Regions from separate parts of the Mus musculus genome. Here regions 2, 3 and 4 are each linked to region 1. A link is a contact called in public HiChIP or PLAC-seq and promoter capture Hi-C data. All regions are on one chromosome and are shown on one strand. The core of a region is the stretch at or near the end of the contact, and the rest is flanking DNA. Distances in the headings are between cores, read along the strand shown. Region 1 holds the start of Tmem132d (transmembrane protein 132D). Region 2 overlaps Tmem132c (transmembrane protein 132C). Region 3 overlaps Tmem132c (transmembrane protein 132C). Region 4 overlaps 1700081B01Rik (a long non-coding RNA gene).

Evidence for each region. Promoter capture Hi-C pulls out the DNA fragments that hold promoters and counts their contacts. HiChIP or PLAC-seq counts read pairs in DNA pulled down with a chosen protein or histone mark.
Region 2: an H3K4me3 HiChIP or PLAC-seq map of embryonic forebrain shows a contact between it and region 1, with 13 times the contacts expected there. The contact joins the enhancer-like site here to the promoter of Tmem132d in region 1. A contact is called at or near these places in 9 of 39 promoter capture datasets (the 3T3-L1 cell line, 3T3-L1-derived adipocytes, HPC-7-derived erythroid cells and 6 more), 2 of 484 Hi-C or Micro-C datasets (embryonic stem cells and stem cell-derived motor neurons) and 3 of 115 datasets of contacts at active chromatin or transcription factors (astrocytes, embryonic forebrain and embryonic stem cells).
Region 3: a promoter capture Hi-C map of liver shows a contact between it and region 1, with 5 times the contacts expected there. The contact joins the enhancer-like site here to the promoter of Tmem132d in region 1. A contact is called at or near these places in 4 of 39 promoter capture datasets (the C10 cell line, embryonic stem cells, liver and 1 more), 2 of 115 datasets of contacts at active chromatin or transcription factors (astrocytes and embryonic stem cells) and 1 of 9 other capture datasets (liver).
Region 4: a contact with region 1 is called in a promoter capture Hi-C map of hippocampal neurons, with 6 times the contacts expected there. The contact joins the enhancer-like site here to the promoter of Tmem132d in region 1. A contact is called at or near these places in 5 of 39 promoter capture datasets (the C10 cell line, hippocampal neurons, liver and 2 more), 1 of 115 datasets of contacts at active chromatin or transcription factors (astrocytes) and 1 of 9 other capture datasets (liver).

Annotation. Positions count from the first base shown.
Region 1 is chr5:128,431,504-128,434,619 of GRCm38.p6, forward strand. Tmem132d (transmembrane protein 132D) reads right to left here and starts at 1,574. Exons shown (of 9, transcript NM_172885.2): 1 at 783-1,574. The coding sequence starts at 861.
Region 2 is chr5:127,337,762-127,340,706 of GRCm38.p6, forward strand. All of the region lies in intron 1 of Tmem132c (transmembrane protein 132C), which reads left to right. Among named protein-coding and RNA genes, the nearest start is that of Tmem132cos, 58 kb to the left of the region's middle. Within about 2 kb of position 1,355, at least 33 of the 459 cell types and tissues checked have an H3K27ac peak or open chromatin away from gene starts, as enhancers often do. A contact at or near this core is called in embryonic forebrain, where this site is marked.
Region 3 is chr5:127,404,403-127,407,390 of GRCm38.p6, forward strand. The region is part of intron 2 of Tmem132c (transmembrane protein 132C); the gene reads left to right. Among named protein-coding and RNA genes, the nearest start is that of Tmem132cos, 120 kb to the left of the region's middle. Within about 2 kb of position 1,414, at least 47 of the 459 cell types and tissues checked have an H3K27ac peak or open chromatin away from gene starts, as enhancers often do.
Region 4 is chr5:126,732,238-126,735,260 of GRCm38.p6, forward strand. All of the region lies in intron 2 of 1700081B01Rik (a long non-coding RNA gene), which reads left to right. Among named protein-coding and RNA genes, the nearest start is that of Gm33347, 6.5 kb to the left of the region's middle. Within about 2 kb of position 1,409, at least 23 of the 459 cell types and tissues checked have an H3K27ac peak or open chromatin away from gene starts, as enhancers often do. A contact at or near this core is called in hippocampal neurons, where this site is marked.

The DNA.
Region 1 (3,116 bases), core at 324-2,823:
TGACTTTTGCTGTAGAAAGGGGGTGTAGGGGAGAAAACTACCCACAAATAGAAACCTCCTGCTCGGCCAGGAAGACGTGTAGAGTCCATCTACCGTGTCCTGTGGATATCGATCGCTCTGCAAGGCATTTCTGTCCCAAGCTTTCAAATTTGCTTGTACCAGGCAGGGATTTGAAGGAGACGGTAATAGCAGGTAAACGGGGCTTCCCGCTTCTACTCACGGCCCCATGTCAGGACCCCACTGGGAAGACTTGGGTCAGATAGACAGTAGAGCATCTGTGGAAGTATTCTCCTATCCCCCCACCCACCCCCACCCCCATCCCCTATACACACACAGCAGCTGCAGAAGGCCGACCCAGGAGACCCTGGGCTGAAAGGGTCTCTGGCCAACTGTGTTCTTAACGGCCCGTGGTACACTAGCTGACATTCTCGCACAGCAGGGCTGTTGAGAATTATTTCTAAACCGGTTAGGGCCAGTTGGGAAGTCCACACCAAATTCTAGGAAGCGTCCAGGGCCAGGGCAGACTAGGCTTCCCCGTTTCCCTTTGTCGCTTAGGCACACTCTCCTAGGGCATCATACCAAGACTTCCAGGGAAATCACCTGCTGCCAAGGTGTCTGCCCCGGAACCTTGGCTCCACAAACCTGCTGTGTACACACACACACACACACACACACACACACACACACACACACACCCACCGGCCCTCTCTGGGCCACCCACATCCACATCTACTCTCAGCAAAGTTAAGTCCCCCGGGCCCAGGTAGCCCCAGCGTCCTCACCTTTGGAGAAAAGGGCAGCTAGGCTGATGAGCACGGGAGACCAGAGGTACCACAGAGTCCCCATCTCAGATGGGCACATCCTGGAGACTTGGAGCGCGGGTCCTCTGCTCCTCCGTGGTGTCCTCTGGCTGAAGAAGGGATGTCGCCAGATCCCCGGAGAAGAGAAGCTGAGCTGGATGACCAAGACGCATCTGGCTAGGGACCCGAGCAGCAGGGCCGCCCTGTGCCGGGTCCCCACAGGTCCATAGCCAGGCCGCTCAGGCTCCGGGGTCCCGCAGCGCAGGCCGAGGCTCACCTCAGTCTTTCGACTGCGCTGAGGACTGGCTCGTGAATTGAATTTCACTCCACAAGGGGGGTCTCCGGTGTTGCGTCCCCAAGCATGGAGAGCGCTCTGAGGACTCCGGCTGGGAGGCTGCGGTGGGCTAGCGCGCGCGGGCGGCTGCGGGGCTGCGAGGTTGCGGGGCCCGGGGCGCGGGCAGAGGCGGCGCGGGGGTCCCCGGGCTGGTAGCCAGGCACGCGTGGGGACCCGGGGCACATAGCCTCGCCGCCCCCATCCCGCGCCACGGGGCTTCGGCGCGCGCGCTCCGCCGCCCAAAGTTTGCGGGGCGCTGCGGCTCCACCCCAGCCCGCCCCGGCTCCCCACGCGCGCCCGGCGCACGGCCGGCTCCGGAGACGAGCAGCGCTCGGGGCGGAGGGCGAGCGGCGCGCGGACGAGTAGGCGCGAGCTCGGGGCGGCTGCATCCGAGCGCACCCAGAGCAGCGTGCCCAGGCGGGCTGGGGTTGTTGCTTCCTAATTTCTCTCTCTTCCTCTCTCCCTCTCTCTCTCTTTTTAAGCCCCACCCTTCTGGAGTGACAGCTGTGAGCCCCAATCCGCAAAGTAGGTCCCACCTTCCTGGTTGCGGGGCGCCCAGCCTCGCAGTCGCCCTCTCTATGTGCTCGAATAGGAGGGAGATGTTCAAAGGAGGTTATGGACACCCCGCAAGCCCCGAGGAGCGCGCACGAGAACCAGCGTGGATGTCCACGCTCACAACAGGTGTGGAAAGGCCATCTGCCCTGCCTTCTTAAAGCTTCTGACTATAGGCGGCCTTCAGGCAAGGACAGTTCAGGAACCCCTAACATAGGCTGAAGTGTTTCCGGTGAACTCTAGATTGTGAGCCTGGGATGCCAAAATGACCCTCAAATTCCTGTCCCTGAAAGATTTCCATCCTGGCTCCCCGCTGGCCTTTGGGCATTAGGGAATTGGCATTAGGGAAGATATTTCATTGAAAAGCTAATAGGTACAGCTCTCCACTCATGCCTTCCAGGGTATCTAAGGCGAACTCACACCAAGATACATAATACCCATGCTAGTGTCCCGAGCCGGAGCCCTCCTCACTGCTCCGCAGAGCCTTGGAAACAAGCAGATGTTGTGGGGATTCAGAGAGGAAACCCAGCATCACTCCAACGAGTGGGTTCACTTCTGCGGATAAAAATGGACTGGGTTAGTTAATTTTCTTTGTGCCATGACAAAATACTTAACAAAAGCAACTTAAGGGAAAGAGAGTCCGTTTTGGGCTCACAGGCATGAATTGGTTAGTTTTTGTCCGGTTGACATGAGCTAGCGTCATTTGGGAAGAAGAAACCTCCGCTGACTAAATGCCTCCATCAGATTGCCCTGTAGGGAGCCTGTGGGCATTTTCTGGATCAATGATTGCTGTGGGAGGAGCCACTGGAAGTAGTACCGCCCCTGGGCGGGTGGTCCTGGGTTTTATATGAAAGGAAAGCTACAAAGGCCATGGAGAGCAAGTCAGTGGGCCGCTTCCTTCCACTGCTTCTGTGTGTCTGTTCCTGTCTCCGGATTCCGACTCTAACTTCCCTCCATGATGGATTTAAACTAGAGGATGAAACCAACCCACTTCTCCTCAAGTTGCTTTTGATCTTTGTTTTTATCACAGCTTGGCAGCAAAGAGCATGAGGCAGCTGGTCACATGGCATCTGCAGTCAGAAACTGGGGGCGAGGGCGCCAGGCTGGTGCTCAACTTGCTCTCTCTGTATTTAGTCTGGGGCCTCTGTCCATCCATGGTAGCACCCACATTCAGGATGAACCTTCCTCTTCAGTTAAACCTTTGTGGGAACCCCCAGAGGTGGGTCTTCATGGTGACTTTTAAGTTAGAACATGACAGGACTCACAGAATCTGGCTAAGGAGGCAATCCACACCAGGGAGCTACAAAACCATCCCCAGCTTTAAGCATTTTCAGCTCCCTGACTTCCAAGGGAAGATCAGAGGAGTCAGGGTTGTTCTGCCAAAAACAGCCCAAAGGCCTCTGTCTTTCTGGGTATCCTCATCTTTGGGG
Region 2 (2,945 bases), core at 105-2,604, 1.1 Mb before region 1:
GACAGTGTTTTCACTGTCTGGGGTGTTGTGATTTGAGTGAGAAGGATTTTCCCACAGGCTCATGTGTTGGAACACTTGGTCTCAGCTGATGGCGCTGTTTGGGGGCTTCTGGGAATCTCTAAGGGGCGGAGTCCGACTGGAGGAGGTGGGTCATTAAGATCATGTGTGGGAGCCTGTTCAGCTGGCCCACTGCTTCCTGAATGTGGATAAAATGTGACCAGCCAGCCTCCTGTTCTGACCACCATGCCCTCCCTGCTTCTGCCTCTATAACTAGGGCCCAGAGTAACCCCTCTCTCCCTCAGGTTTCATTTCTCACAGTGTTTTATTGAGGCTGAAGAGATGGCACAATAGTTAAGAGCACCGCTCTTCCAGGCAACCTGGGTTCAATTCCCAGCACCCACATGGCCGCTCACAGCTATCTGTAACTCCAGTTCCAGGGAACCTGACACCCTCAAACAGACATATATACAATAATTAAAGTGAGTTCTTAAAAAAGTTTTTAAAAAAGAAAGAAACTCAAACAGGTAGTTTGTGTTTCTATATGTGTGTGTCTTCTGTACATGCACTAGTATGTATATCTGTGTGTGTTTACATGTGTACATATGTATCCACATTTGTGTCTATATATGTGTTCATTGTGAGTATATATATGTATGCCTGAACATATCTGCATTATGTCTATACATGTGTACATGTGTACATGTATGTGTATATATATATATATATATATATGCATGTGTGTGTGTATATGCAGGTATATATGCCCGTGTGCATCTGTATGTGTGTCTATACATGGCCATATGTGTGTATATGTGTATGCTATCTGCATGTGTGTTTGTATGTATATATGTATGCCTGCACATGTACATTACTTTGTGCAATTGTGTGCATATGTAGCTGTGTGTATATATCTATGTACATGAGTTGTATATGTCTGTATGCCGTTGTTTGTTTATGTGTGTACTCATAAGCATGGTGTATGTGTACATACCTGTATCTATATGTATATATGTATCTGTATACATGTCATTGTGTGTCTTTTGTAGCTATTTATCCATGTGTGTGTGAGTATTGTGTTTACTTAGGTACATGTAGGTTCATTTTGCTGGCTACTTGCTGGTCATTTTTTTTTTCTATAGCAGTGAAATTAAGTAAAACTGAAACACATCTAGTACCAGGGCTCCAAGCCAGGCCCTCAGAAGGAATTCCCCAGCAGTTTCCCATGGTGCAGAGCCTCCCAGTTGACTGCGAAGAATCCAGTCAGATAAAGGCAGGTCAGATTAATGACACAAAGGCCCCCTGTGCCCACAATCACCTTAGCATTCCTCAGTTCAAAAGGAATTTCTCTCTCCAGCCACAGGGGGTTTCTGTTCCCCGCCTTGCTTTTGTGGAGTTTAGTTAGTCCCTCCCATGTGTGTATCCTTGGCTTGCTTGAATGAGTTTTTCCAGGAGGAAAAATCGCCCATAAAGACATAATTAAGGCAGGAAGGACTCAGGCGCCCAGGGAGAGAGAAAGCTAAGCCATGTTCCCGTTTTTCACCATTTGCATAGTTCTGCTGTGCTTCAAGCATCCTTGGATTTCAGTCTTCCCCTCACTAAGCAATGCTCCCCACCCCCATAGCGACATGTGTGGATTAGCTGAGGGGCTGTATCTCCTGAGCCATGAAGAGTATCAACCGGAATGCTTGCTTGGTTGACATGCTCTGGCCAGACTGTAGAACCAAAGCGTGATTTCAGCTAAGCTGCTCAGTTGAAAAGAAACAACCAAAACAAACACAAACAGGCATTACCCTACAGAATGAGTGGAGGCCGGCAGAGGCACAAACTCAGCTGCCACTCCTAAAGCTCAAATCGGACTTTTTTCCTTTTTGAAGGATAGAGAGTGAGTGTGTTGTATTTTCCTCTCTGGTGCTGTGGCGAATACCACACAACCAAAAACAACTTAGAGAAGGCACAGGTTTATTTTAGCTCATATATCACAGCCCATTACAGTGGGAAGTCAGGGCAGGAGCTTAAGGAGCAACTTGAGGCAGGAACCTTGGTGGGTACAGAGACTCTATGTCCATCTGCATTCCAGTGATGAGCTCTGTATTAGTCACTCACTTTGTGTGTGTCCAAAATCTAGCCTCAGGACCAGTGGACCCCTCATCATCTAAGCTGTATCTATTCATGTGCTCGGCCTGCATTATTCTTTTTTGAGGCTCCAAGTCCCTTCTTCCCTGCTCCTGGAGGGCTGGTGTTTACCTTACAGTTCTGTATCAACTCATGTAGGCTACATATGACTCATTTTTTACTAGTGTCTTCTTATAGCAGGGTAAGCAAGGTAGGTGTCTTTTCCTGTTGAAGCACACCCAAAGCTTTGCATGGAGTTGATGTTCGGATTCATGTGTGGAGAAATATAGCTGAGACTTGTGGAGTCTGGTGTGCAGGGGGCTATGGGGTGTGCAGTGGGCTATGGCATGTGCAGCAGGCTATAGGGTATGCAACAGGCTATAGGGTATGCAGTGGGCTATGGGGTGTGCAGCGGACTATGGGGTGTGCAGTGGGCTATGAGGTGAGCAGCAGGCTATAGGGCTTGCAGTAGGCTCTGGGGTATGCAGTGGGCTATAAGGTATACCTTGCCTCTCCTCAGCACAGCCCAGATCAGGGACCCACAGAATGAGTGCTATATTCTAGGTGCTCTGACCTAGTTCCTAGTTTGAGTTCCTGACCCACTGCTCTCTCCTCTGCCATCCCAGGTCTCAAGTCTGTGAGTCTGTGCCCAGAGAAAGTGCAGGAACCTGGGGGTGCAGGGGAGTTGGAAGCTAAACTGTCCCTTTTATAGCAAGCCAGGCCTACCTGGCTGTTACTAGGTAACTCTTGGGTGGTGCCTAGAAGGAATGCCAACCCTTCAGAGGGAGCTCAGTGAGTGGAGTGTTTTCCCAGTGGGTCCATCCCCAACATTG
Region 3 (2,988 bases), core at 164-2,663, 1.0 Mb before region 1:
CCCGGTGGTGGGGAGGTGAAAAATCACATGAACTCTGGGACTCCCAAGCCAGCTGGTTTAGCTTGTCTGGCTAAATGTGGGAGTCTCAGATGATATCAGTACCATTAAAACAGGTGTGATGGTTTAAACTTAGTGCCGACTCAAAAGGATCTAGAATCGCCACTGTCTGGGAGTTTCTAGGTTGGACTTATTGAGATGGGAAAGCCCACTCTGAAGATGGACTGTATCATTCCCTGGACTGGAATCCCTCACTGCACAAAAGGGAAAAGAGAAACTGGGTACAAGTATCTTGGTCTCTTTTCCTGGTACAGGGATGAAATACTTAATAAAAGCAACATAAGGAAGAAATACCGTGGTTCACAGTCCAGTTTACAGGGTCAGCCCAGCTGCGGGAGCTTCCAGAGGCTGCTCTCACAACACTTCTGTAGTCAAGAGGCAGAGAGCTATGGGCACAGGCTTGCAGCTCAGCTGGTTCCCTTAACTCCAATGTCTACCATGTAGAATCTCTTGCCTGTGGCATGGCTCTGCCCACAGTTGAGATGTACCTTCTCATTTTCATCCCAGGTAATCAAGACAGTCCCCCCAAAGATGTGTTTGGAGGCCCATCTCCCAGCTGATCTTAGGTCCTGTTAAGTTGAAGAGTAGCCATCACAACCAACCAACAATGGCCATCACAATGAACATTCATTGCCCTCTGCTTCCTGGCTGTGGCTACAATGTGACCAGCTGCCATGAAGTCACCCCCACCACCACCACCCATGAGGGACTTCTTTTTTGTCCTGTAAGCCAGAATAAAGCCTTCCCTCCTTAAATTGCTTTGGTAAATTATTTTATCAAAGCAACTAGGAAAATGACTAATACGGTAGTGTAACTCAGACTGTATGCACACAGGTTAGCAAGCAGTATCTTGCAACATTCATTTATGTATGCATCTGTCAGGTGGGTGTTACACATCTGCCCATACATACATGTGCGTGTGAGCATGTTTATATCTGAAAGCTTTCTCAAGTGCATATTTACTTTGGCACGGTGAACCGACCCTTTGTGTGTCTTCATGCATAACAAAAGGCAGCTTGAGACCAGCTGAGTTGACTTTTCAAGCTCACAAGAGGCCCACGAGCTCTATTGAAGGAACCCTGCTCTGAAACACCCCCCCTCCCCCGACACATACACACACACACACACACACACACACACACACATTCCAAGCAGAGCAGCTTCTAAGAGGCTGCAGTGAAGTGCACGTGGGCAAGATGCCAGGCTGGCACCCGGCCATGGATTTCAGTTTTGACAAATGGTGAGAATAGGAAGGGTCAGCCGCCAACGCCGAGAAAGGCTGCTGACCGTCCACTCTTCTGCTGTGATGGACGGGTTCTCCCTGGCAACTTCTGACCCACAACTACTGCCGTTACCCTCCCCTGTGACCTTCTGTAGTCTCAGGGCCGGCTTCAGCGGTGCCTACTGACCTCCCTGTGGTCTCCTGAGGCAGGCGCAGGAGGAACATCTAATGACTTGCTAGTCACCCGTCTTTCTAATATTCCTGGTGTTGGCCACTTCTAATTTGGAAGGAAAATGTGCGAGATGCCTAAGAAGAGACGGTCTAAATCAGGGCTGTGCTTTAGATGTGGGATGTCCCCAAAGGCTCCTGTGACTGAACAATTGGTCCCCAGCTGGTGGCTCTGTTCAAGAAGGTTGTGTGAGCTTTAGGTGGTAGAGAGACTCACTGGAGGAAACGGATTACTGAGAGCAAGCTTTGGGGTCTTATGCCTCAGTTCTACTTCCTGTTCCTGACTGGTGATGTCACGTGACCAGACACAGTCCTGGTGCACTGTGGTGCCTTGCCCTCCACATCAGGATGCATTCTCTCAAATTGTAAGCCAGAGCAAACCATCCTCCCTTAAGTCGCCTTTTGTCAGGTACTGGGACATGGCAACAATACAACAAGCACTCCTCCAAATCAGTCACGTTTGCAGAGCTGATCAGATCCCCCCCCCTCCCCCCCCCCTCCCGAGACCTGCCAGGGCCACAGAAGCTGAGCAGCCTGGAAGCAGCCATCTCTAGAGGCTAAGCTGAAGATTCAGTGCAGAAGGAATGCCTTTGAAGTTCCAGGGGCACATGGTCGGGTTACACTTCTTAGTGTAAACAACTCTAAAGTAAATACTCTCATCTCTGCAGGCCAAGGCGTCTTTGCTACGATTATCCCACTGTGCCACCAGCAATGCAAGGACATGAATATGCCGTGTTCTGGTAAATTTTTCAGTTACCACGATCACAAGGAGACTGGGCTGGGGGGGCGGGGGGCAATGGTTTGAGGACCTTTGACCTGAACATGGGCCTTCCCTAACTCTTCTGTTTTGCTGTGAGATCTCATGTAGCAGCAAACTCTATGAGCCAGGAGTTGTCAAGCTAGCTCAGTAGATTGGGGGGGGGGGGGGGTCCTGTGCAACACAAGGGTTTTAACAGCATCTCTGGCCTTTCCCAACTAAATGCTTGAAACATCTCTACTTCCCTTAGTTCTTTTTTAAAAGATTGATTGACTAATTGTGTGTGTGTGTGTGTGTGTGTGTGTGTGTGTGTGTGTACACCTGTGTAACTTTGAGTGTTCCTTCCCAGAGACCAGCAGAAGGCGTCAGATCCCCTGGAACTAGAGTTACAGGTTACTATAAAACTACCTGACTGGTGTGGATGCTGGCAACTGAACCCAGGTCCTCTCCAAGAGCCGAATGTGTTCTTAACATCAGATCCGTCTCTCCATTTTCCCCTCATTCTGACGTTCAAAGATATCAGCAGACACTTCAGCTTGCTCCAGGCCAGGTAGGGGAGGCGAATCCTCCTGTCAAGAGAGCCGACTTTCAACCCTCCCTCTATTGTTGCATTAGCTGCAGTGAGATTTGCTTGTAAATTTGAAGGTGTAGATGCCCCTGCTTCCAGCTGAAAGAAAAAAAAATTGCAGACAGGTCAGAATCTCAGGCTCTCGTCTTTTGAGCA
Region 4 (3,023 bases), core at 159-2,658, 1.7 Mb before region 1:
AGTTTATGTATATGAGTGTTTTCTCTATATGCATGCCTGTGTACTGTATATGTATTCCTAGTGTCCAAGAAAGCCAAAAAAGGCCTAGGTTACTGGGAACTGGAGTTACAGATGGCTGTGAGCTGCCATGGAGATGCTGAGAATGTGATCTGGGTCCTCTACAATAGCAGCCAGCCAGTACTCCTAACCACTGAGCGGTCCAGCCCATCTCTCTGGTTTCCTGATGTAGGTACCAAGCATTGGACATCCCTGAAAACTAGAGAACTTGTTTAATTATTATTGTTATACCCATAGGTGTACATACAGAATTTGCTGAGTCTATTTAGTGTATGCATGCATGTGTGTGTGGTTAGGGCTATCTACTTATTAGAGGTTCTTCGCTGGAGAAGACGACTCCCCCCCTTTCAGCAGCCATATAAATGGCGTTTATTTAAAGCTTTAACGGATGTCACCCCATTCTCATCCATAGCCCATGGTCCATCCTATCAACAGCACAGCTTCTAGGATACACCACAGGGAAGTGTGTGTCTCTGCATCTGGCTTATCTCGCACATCATCTGCATTGTCTCTCTCCAGCGTCAGGATTTCCTTTCTTACGTTAGGGCTGAACGATATAAATTATCCCAGCCATGATGGAAAGCATATGGAGGCTTCTTGAGACGTTGAAAATAGAATGATCACACAAGCTAGCATTCCCACATCGGAATATATATCCAAAGAAACGAAATTACTGTGTAAACAAGATATGTGTGTTCCCACATGCCCTGCAGCATTATTGACAATAGCAATATGGAACCAACCTAATGGTCCATGGATAGATGAATAGAGGAACACACACACACACACACACACACACACACACACACACACACACAGTGGTTGTTTGTTTTGTGAAACACAGCAAGTGTATTTTGAATTCTTAATGTTCTAACTATAAATAAAAAAGGAATGTGTAGCTTTCACAAATAGATGCGCTATAAATTGTCTTTATTGAAGTCAGATTTCACTGTCATAAAGTGCCCTACCCATCTGCCGTGTGTTTATCTGCCCATCCAGCCATTAATCTCTGCATATGTAAGGATACGGAATAGATAGATGGAATCATGGTCTCCAATATAGCTCCCGGTGACGTGGGAGAGGCTGAGATTCGTCTTTTTTTTTTTTTTTCTTCCTGTGTTTATAAATTTTATAATAGGTTTCCGTCGTTTTATATAAAAGCAAAAGAGCTTAAGCAAGCAATGTCTTCTATTCAACTAACAAGGAAAACCACAGCAGGGCTAGTGGGTTGCCCCGAGGAGGTACATTTCACACAAGCAGCCAGGAGGCCTGCAGAGGAGGAGGCAGCCTTGGCCCACGCCCGGAGCAGGAACTCCTAAGGTGGAAGAAAGGAAGCAAAGGCTGGAAAGCAAAGGTCCCAGGAAGCCCCAGAAGGGAAAGAGTGAAGGGCGGGTGCCTCTTGGGAGGGGGCAGGGCGAACACGTGTCACAAGCTGGTCTGCCAGCGCCACCTAGTGGGAATATCGGGACTGTCGCCTACGACTCTCGGGAAAGAGCAAAATTTTGTGCGGGAGGCGGGGGGGGGGGGGGGGGGGAGGTGGCGGGAGGGGGGGTGGCGGGGGTGGTGGTGGTGGTGGAGGGGTCGGGGGCGGAGGGATGAGGATGTGGGGCGGATATGAATGGATGGATCTGGAAAGTATATAATATTAAGTGCCGTGGCCTAAACACAGAAAAACAAGCAGCATGCTTTCTTTCTCATATGGGAATCCTCACTGCCCCTTTATGGTGTGTGTGTGTGTGTGTGTGTGTGTGTGTGTGTGTGTGTGCCTGATTGTGGGTAAATCCTAAGCAAGAAGGAGAAAAAAAAAAGGTGCCAAGGAAGGACATGTCTCGTGGGAATGGCAGCTTATATAGGGGGTTGTGGTGGGGAGGTTAGGAGCATTAAGAAGCAGTGTGGGAGTGATTGAGGAGACCCTACTAAAAGTACACCTTGTTCAAAAATACCTAATGAGATCTACTGCCTTGCGTAGTCACTTAAACATAAAATGAACTTTGGAAACGTCGTTCTGAGCATGCAGAAGGGGCCGAGAGAATGGAAGAACTGGAGGAAGAAGGGATGGGGGCATCACCTCCCGGTTTGGAAAGGCTTTGCACCTCAGTGCTCCCCTACAGCTGTGCTGACAACATAATCTGGTCCTGGTGTTAGGGAGGAGTTAAGGAAGCCCCACCCATCCCTAGGGATTTACAACTGGGGGAGGAAAAGTCGTTTTCTTCATTGGTGTAGCCCTGGTAAAGTGCACATACAATTCTATAAGCACTTCGCTGCCCTGTGGTCTTTTTTTAACAACCCTAACTCTTGAGGAGAAAGGGAAGGAGGAGATGGAGGTGTGATGGAAGCTTACTTGAAAGCAGATCAGCAGGGATGGTCAGGGGAGGGGGGACAAGAGAGAATAATGAGTAGTAAAGATGATCAAAATACACTGCACATACACATGAAAATGCTATAATAGGGCACATTATGAATAATTAATATATGCTAATACAAATAAAAGACAAAGGACAAAGGCACATCACTTTGACTAGTTGAGAAATTAAAGCCAGTTAGGAATCGGTACCATGGGCTCTGCAGTTAAAATAGGTCAAAACGCTACTCTGAAAGATCACGGGCACGTTGCTTGCTGTTTGCTTCAGGTGAGGCTGGCATATAGTTGGAGTGGTGGTTGGGTCAAGATGGACCGTAAGTTCTAACTCCGCTATGCTCTTAGAAGATGCCTCATCACTATTTAAGCCTTCCCTTTTAACCATGCTGGATTATTCTGGTGCCATAAATAATGAGCTTGCTGGCCATCACACAACAAGACTGTCCTTTCCTTCTACAATCCTCAAAGTCAACTGAGAAGACTGTTCTAGAAGGAATTAGAGACCCTACCCAGCAGAAAGGGAAGCCAAGCCCGCATAGGGCTGAGGCACGTTGAGATCCTGAAGCAGCCAGTGAGTGAAGTTCAAATTAAACAACTCTGACCTCCC